2 separate regions of the Mus musculus genome follow, and region 1 is linked to region 2. Evidence: chromatin contacts called from public promoter capture Hi-C data. All regions are on one chromosome and are shown on one strand. The core of a region is the stretch at or near the end of the contact, and the rest is flanking DNA. Distances in the headings are between cores, read along the strand shown. Region 1 holds the start of Krt23 (keratin 23). Region 2 holds the start of Krt222 (keratin 222).

Region 1 (3,486 bases), core at 583-3,082, 250 kb before region 2:
TTGGATCTAGATGAGGTCATGCCCTGCTGGCAGGGCACCAAATTCATTCCAGAGAATTCAGAAAATGATTATTGAAGGAAACAACCTTCAAACCTATCTTTGCAAGGAAGAGACAAAGTCTTGTACTCAACTACACTGCACATGCAAATAGCCTCGAATCACTCACCTCTGCGAACCCCTGGTCCTTTATCAGCAAAGTGTATTATAACTGGGCAGTGTTTGCCTACCCCTGGTTATAGGCTCCATTCTCAGTAGCCCCCTACACACACACACACACACACACACACACACACACACACAACCCAATAGTTGTTATAAGGATTAAACAATGTCTAGGAGGCAGAGAAGGTCCATTACCATTATGGAAGAAGTACCATTATGGTCCTGTACAGGACCTCTTTGTGACTGATAGCAGTGCTATGTGGCTTCCCTAACTCAGTTCATCCTCCCCATATCCCATACAGGCCTCATTTTCCCTGATCTGTGCAGTTGGTGGCATTGAAGAGTGACACCAAAGTCTCTTCTGATAACTGACATTTTATTTTTTGTTTCGTATGTATGTGTGCCTCATGTTTGTGAGCATGGGGGTGGGAGAGGATGAGCACACCAGAAAGCAGCAAAGGTCACTGGGTGTCCTCCTCTGTCACCTTCTACCTTATTCCACTGAGACAGAGTCTCTCCTTAAACCAGGAGTTACACTGGTGGGCTCCAAGCCCCAGAGACCCTCCTGTCTCTGCACTCACACCAACAACGGAAAGGTGTAATAGCAACACCACACATAGACTCTGGGGATACACATAGACTGTGTGCATGGCTGGCCCAGCAAGGACCCTGACCCTCTGAACTATCTCCATAGACCCTGACAGCTTATTTCTACGTCATCTTTAAATGGAGTCACCAGTAACCAGCACAGAGCCCTTGCCCCAAACTACATCATTATTCACTCTCAACCTCTGCCTTGGCAGAAAGTTAAGATGCATCACACATGTCAGACCACCACGACGGGCTTCCTGTTTTCATAGCCCCTGCTGTAGATCGCATACAGGTCAATGGTCCGGGGACTCAACCAAAAAAAACAGAGACTGCCCAGGGCTACTGGTCAAATAGCAAAGCCATCTTTTCCTCCCTGGAGCCCAGGGACATCCCAGGCACAGGCTGGCTTGTTTGGTTTTGAGGTGTGCTGGGATCAAAGGCATCCTGGAAGCGGAAGGCCAGTCATTCATTAATTAATTACGACTGTAATTGAGGGTTTGTTCTGAAGAGTGATTCCTTTGAAATTACTTTCCATCAAACGGCAGCAGACACAAAGGAATCAGATATTCAGAGCCCTCTCTGTTTCCTTCCGCACGGGAGCAGATTTCCTCCAGGACTTGAGATTCTGGTTTGTTCTGGTTCTAACCTTGTAAGTCTTTCTTATCCTGGTGTAAGAGGGTTTATCTGGAGCACTGTGTGTGTGAGAGAGATTAATGGTTGGTTTTTTTTAAAAGAAAAGCTATACCACACCAGTCTTACTGTGGACTTTAATCTGACCTTTTTTGGGCGAATGTACATTGGAAATTTTCCACTGCGAGATTAGAAAGACATCTGAGATCTGCTACCCACCTGGTGGCCTGGGCCACGCCTCCGGGTTACCACTGGGAGGGAGGTGGTAACTGGCATATTCACGTGGTTCTAAACAACAACAGCAGAGTGTGTTGGCCCAGGGGCACCTCCGGATTGACCAAGAGGAAACACACATTGCACAATGATAGGATCTTGTCGGTACAGTTGTCAGAGAAGGAAACTCCCACAGCAAAGGGCATAAAACCATCTCAAGCAGTCTGAGGCAGTTCAGTCCTGTGAGCGTCAGAGAGCTGAGATAGCCCTGCTCCATACACAGATGGGACCATGAACTCCAGCCACAGCTTTAACCAGACCTACTCGGCCTCTGTCCACAGCCTCGGAAGCACCCGGGGGCGGCAGGGGAGCTGCCATCGGGCACCGAGTGTCCATGGAGGCGCAGGGGGTGTCCGCATCTCCCTTTCCTTCACCACGCCAGGCTGCCTGCCTCCTGGAGGATCATGGGGGTCTGGAAGAAGCAGTCCCCTGCTAGGTGGCAATGGCAAGGCCACCATGCAGAATCTCAACGATCGCCTGGCCACATATCTGGAGAAGGTGCGGGCTCTAGAGGAGGCTAACTCGAAGCTGGAAACCCGTATACTAAGGTGGCATCAGGAGAGAGAACCCAGCCACAGAAAGGATTATTCCCAGTATGAGGAAAACATCAGCCGCCTGCAGGAGCAGGTAAGACACTGAGAGAGACCCTGTAGCTATGGTACTGCCATACCCAGAGAGGATAGAGGGAGGGGGAACCAGACTGTGTGCATGGCAGTTCCCAGGGCAAACAGCAAAAAGAACTCAGCTCAAGTACTGCTCACCCAAATCTTACTGCTATAGCTTAAGTATGGATGGATTCGGGGAAATCTGTTTATAAAAATAATTTCCTCTCTGCAAATGATGTAGAAACCAGACAGCAAACATTTCAGATTTACTATACACTATCTTTTAAACAGCAAAACTGCCTGGTTTTCTACACACTTTAAAACATGGGGGGGTGGGGCGGGGGGTGAACCAAATATGTGAGCCTTAGGAGTGTCAGACAGCCTGTCACCGTGCAAGTATCACGTAAGATCCAACGACATCACAGAAATGATAAGGCTGCTATGCAGGGTGCACCCTCGGTACACAAGGCCCAGGAGAGAATTTGCTTCCAAATCAGATCAGTTCTGCTCCACCTCAGAGGCCTGACGACAGTGTGACTCTCTATCAACAAAAGGCTGAGTTACGCTACTGTGTAGGTCATGCGGAAAAAGCTGTCTCTCCAGCAGCAGATAGATCGTGGACATCCCTGGATATTTTTCTAGGAACTGCTAAAAGATAAAGTGGGTCACACTTCTGATAAAGGCATATTGCTGGGGGTGGGGGGGTGAGAATAGTAAAATTGGGCATTTAAAAACTGGAGAGATGGGCTTCCCAAAGAATACCATGCTTCCCAGTCAAACACCTAAGATGCTCAGCTTCTACTTTCTGGGATGCCTGGATACAAGCAGAGGGGTGACAGTCATCTCACAGTTGTGTTCTTAAAGCTATAACCCTTCCCTTTGTATGAAGGAGCATGATTTAACCCCCGCACCCCCGGAAAGGCCATTGCAGGCTTCCAATATTAATACCATATTATTTCACAATGCTCAGCCATCTTTGCTTGAATGTAGGAAGGACCAATCAAGATAACATAAATCTGTCCTTGTAATGACCCCTAATTATTGAATAATCGGCCTAATAACCAAGTGCGTAATTGCCTTAACTACAGAGTGCGCGGTCGTCTCTGTGAAGAAAACAAGGTGACTCAACATCCTCACGCTGTTTTTTCGTTTCATGAAGTTGCTTTGGTTTTAGAATGGAGGGGAAAGATGATGTCTACAGATGGAAAGCTGGGAGCATGACTCC
Region 2 (3,217 bases), core at 143-2,642:
CCACCTTGGGTAGGACACTTGACCCCTCTGACCACAGTTCTTCCATCTTTACAGGTCCCAGAATGAAAAGATTGGGTGGAACACCGTTGTTGGAAGAGCTGAGGGTGAGTCCCTTCAGTGTGACGTGTTCTCTACCTGCTCTCTAGTAGCAAAAGTCTCCCTCAGTGGGGGTCCCATTGCAGGGGCCGAAGGGCTCCATTTCACAAGCCTGGTAGAATTAACTCCTGGCTCCCACCCTGCTCCAGTGCCCGTCTCCAGCCTCGCCTCATCTGGAATAAGAGTGACTTCAGGAATCCACCTCAATCCCTCACACTCTACTCCTGGGCTGGCGTCCACGGCCGGCCGTTTGAGAACCACGGCTCATGACAGTCATCTGCCTCACTCGAGAGTAGAGTAGCTGTCAGAACGCTGGACATGTACAAACACATTCAGAGGACTTTCCGTAGCATTCGGGGTTTTTAAAATTAATTTTCTTAAGTTAGCATACAAAGTCACAGGGAAGCCATTTCACCATTTCCTTCCATGGGACATTGTCCTGTTTGTAGGCATCCACCTCCGCCATGGCCCTTCACCACCACCCACAACCTTACCTGTCTCATCTGAACCAGTCCCTGCCTGCTTCTTGTCACCTGTATTCCTTTAACCCTTTGTTTCCTTCTGCCTTCCCTCTCCTTTAGCATTTTGTTAAAAAATCAAAACATTTTTTTTTAAAATACTATAAAGAAAAGTTTAAACTATCATATTTGGAGCCCAGTATAATTATTTTTTTAAAAGAATTATTTATTTTATGTATATGAGTACACTGTCGCTGTCTCCAGATACACCAGAAGAGGGCATCTGATCCCATTACAGATGGTCGTGAGCCACCATGTGGTTGCTGGGAATTGAACTCAGGACCTCTGGAAGAGCAGTCAGTGCTCTTAACCACTGAGCCATTTCTAAAGCCCCCCAGTTTAATTCCTAAGCAATATGTTGGAAAAGCTAAATAAATTTCGTGTTTTATTTTGGGTTTGGGAGGTGGTTTGTTTGGGTGTCGTTGTTTCTGTTGTTTTGTTCTCCATCAGGGGTCTCACTACGAAGTCCTGACTGACCTTGAACTCAAGATCATTCTGCCTGAGTGCTAAGATAATATGCCTGCCCACTGTGACTGGCTAACTACAATTTGCTTAAGGTTGTGAGCACCCCACCCCCACAGGCAAAGCATTCACTTTGCATAGGAAACCTTTGCAGTGACCCTGTGGGTGTCATTTTCCTCTCTTCCTGGAGACTCCGAAGGTCTCTGCTGTATCAACAACAATGGGCGGGAAGGGTTTCTCAACATTTGCATAATTAATTAGCAACCCTGGAGTTTCCCCCGGCTTCTGGTGGGGGAAATGGATCTCTGCTTCTTTAAGGCTCTGCGGGGCTGTCTGCTCTGGCGACGCAGGCAGGGCAGGCTCTGCCGCAGCGGCTCATCCCATCGCTAAGGTCCAGTTAGCCAAGGTGGAGGATGGGAAAAGAATGGAGCTGTCCCAGCTCCTCAATGAGATCAGGGCAAACTATGAACAGCTCCTCACCAGAAATCAGATAGAGACGGTGTTGTCGACGCGGATCCAGGTAATGATTTCATTCAGCCAGGCACCTTCAGGATAAGGAGACAGTCCATGTCTACCCGATTCCTGTCCCGGCCTCTCTGAGGTACAGTATCTCCTTTTCCACGCAGCATCTACTGGGGAGGCGATGTAGGTGTTCCTGCACTGGGTCTGGGGTGGCAGGCAGGGAGAAAACCCTTTGGCTGTGCTGTTGAATAACCATTCAATAAATATTGATTGATGCATTGGGATTTTATAGAGATCGTAAGGTGACCGTCATTACTAAAACATGGAGTCAACAAGCAATAAAATGGTGCTCTCTGACCTCTTTGGGTTTTTTTTTTTTTTTTTTTTTTTTTTTTTTTTTTTTTTTTTCAGGAAGGAAGCATTCCAAACAACTCTTCAAAGATATTATGGAGTTAATTATAGAGGCAATTTAAATAACATCTGTAGACTCCAAGCTTGATAGTCAAGATTGTTTGCCTTGCACACTCTGGGGGGAGACAAAAAGCAAGAAAAATATTTCTAGAAGGTTTCTATCATATTTCCCAAGCACTTGGTTTCATACTGACTGTTATAAATAGAATCAACTGAGCATGTGAATGTGGCTTTGAGAACCAAGAATACAGATCTGACAATCAAAATCCCCCCAGCTGAGTAGTGAGAGACTCTACACTTAAAAGTAGCCATTTTTGCTTTGGGGGTAGAAGAACTGTTTACTTCCGACACAAAGCTTGCAAGATATTTAAAATAAATAAATGAAACAGAGCCAACTCAGACCAAGGCTCAATTCAAATCCTGTCTACTCAGTTTCAAAGTAATACCTGCCTTTAATAATTAAGGCCTCAAATTTAAATAAATTTAAAAGCAAATATTTGGGAAACAAAGTTTCAGAAACTCAGGACGGTTTTATTAGCTTACCTCTTATACCCGGGTTCAAATTGTATTCCCAGCACCTGGACACAGCAAAGAGTTTACTTAAGAACAGGGCCAAAAAACAAAAACAAAACAACAACAAAAAAATGATAGCTAAAAAAAAAAATCACAGGACTTTGTTTCGTTAGTAACTTATTGCAATATCATTATAAATTTTGCCTGTGGGTAATAGTCTTGGTTTTTAAAAAGAATGATCAGTTCAACGGATTAAACAAGGTCACCGGGCTCTTGGCTTAGATGGAGGAGAAGTTTGTTCTCTTCCCACGTGATAGAGAAAAATATTAAGAGAGGACAACTTTTGAAAATCATAAACCAAATAAAAATTTTGCAAAGTAAACTTATAAGTTGAATTTACAAGTCCCAGTGCTTGAAGTGACTTTGAATTTAAAAAAAAAAAAAAAAAAGCAAAACGTTTTGTAACATAAAAGTTCTTGAGAGAAATGTGTTTTCCCAAGTAACTCACAAAGTCGGTTTATTATATTATTGTAACATATGCAAAGCCCTGGGTTCAAGCCCTAGAACGATGCAAGTAAATCCGGAAAATAAACATACAGTTGCTTTGGCTAACAAGTAGTGCATAGTAAGTCACCTCCCAAAACTCAACAACCTAACATTTAGACCAACGCATCCTGTCTTGTAATTCAGTAGGATGAGGAGGCTGGGGGATGGGGACTCTGGGTGGTGCCCTACTGACTGGCATAACCAAAGTG

What was found. Promoter capture Hi-C pulls out the DNA fragments that hold promoters and counts their contacts.
Region 1: a promoter capture Hi-C map of embryonic stem cells shows a contact between it and region 2. The contact joins the promoter of Krt23 here to the promoter of Krt222 in region 2. A contact is called at or near these places in 3 of 39 promoter capture datasets (the 3T3-L1 cell line, the HPC-7 cell line and embryonic stem cells).

The regions. Positions count from the first base shown.
Region 1 is chr11:99,491,466-99,494,951 of GRCm38.p6, reverse strand. Krt23 (keratin 23) reads left to right here and starts at 1,832. Exons shown (of 8, transcript NM_033373.2): 1 at 1,832-2,283. The coding sequence starts at 1,888.
Region 2 is chr11:99,242,322-99,245,538 of GRCm38.p6, reverse strand. It overlaps Krt222 (keratin 222), which reads left to right and starts at 1,392. Exons shown (of 6, transcript NM_172946.3): 1 at 1,392-1,596. The coding sequence starts at 1,501. Gm32385 (a long non-coding RNA gene) reads right to left here and starts at 1,644. Exons shown (of 4, transcript XR_389025.3): 1 at 1,557-1,644.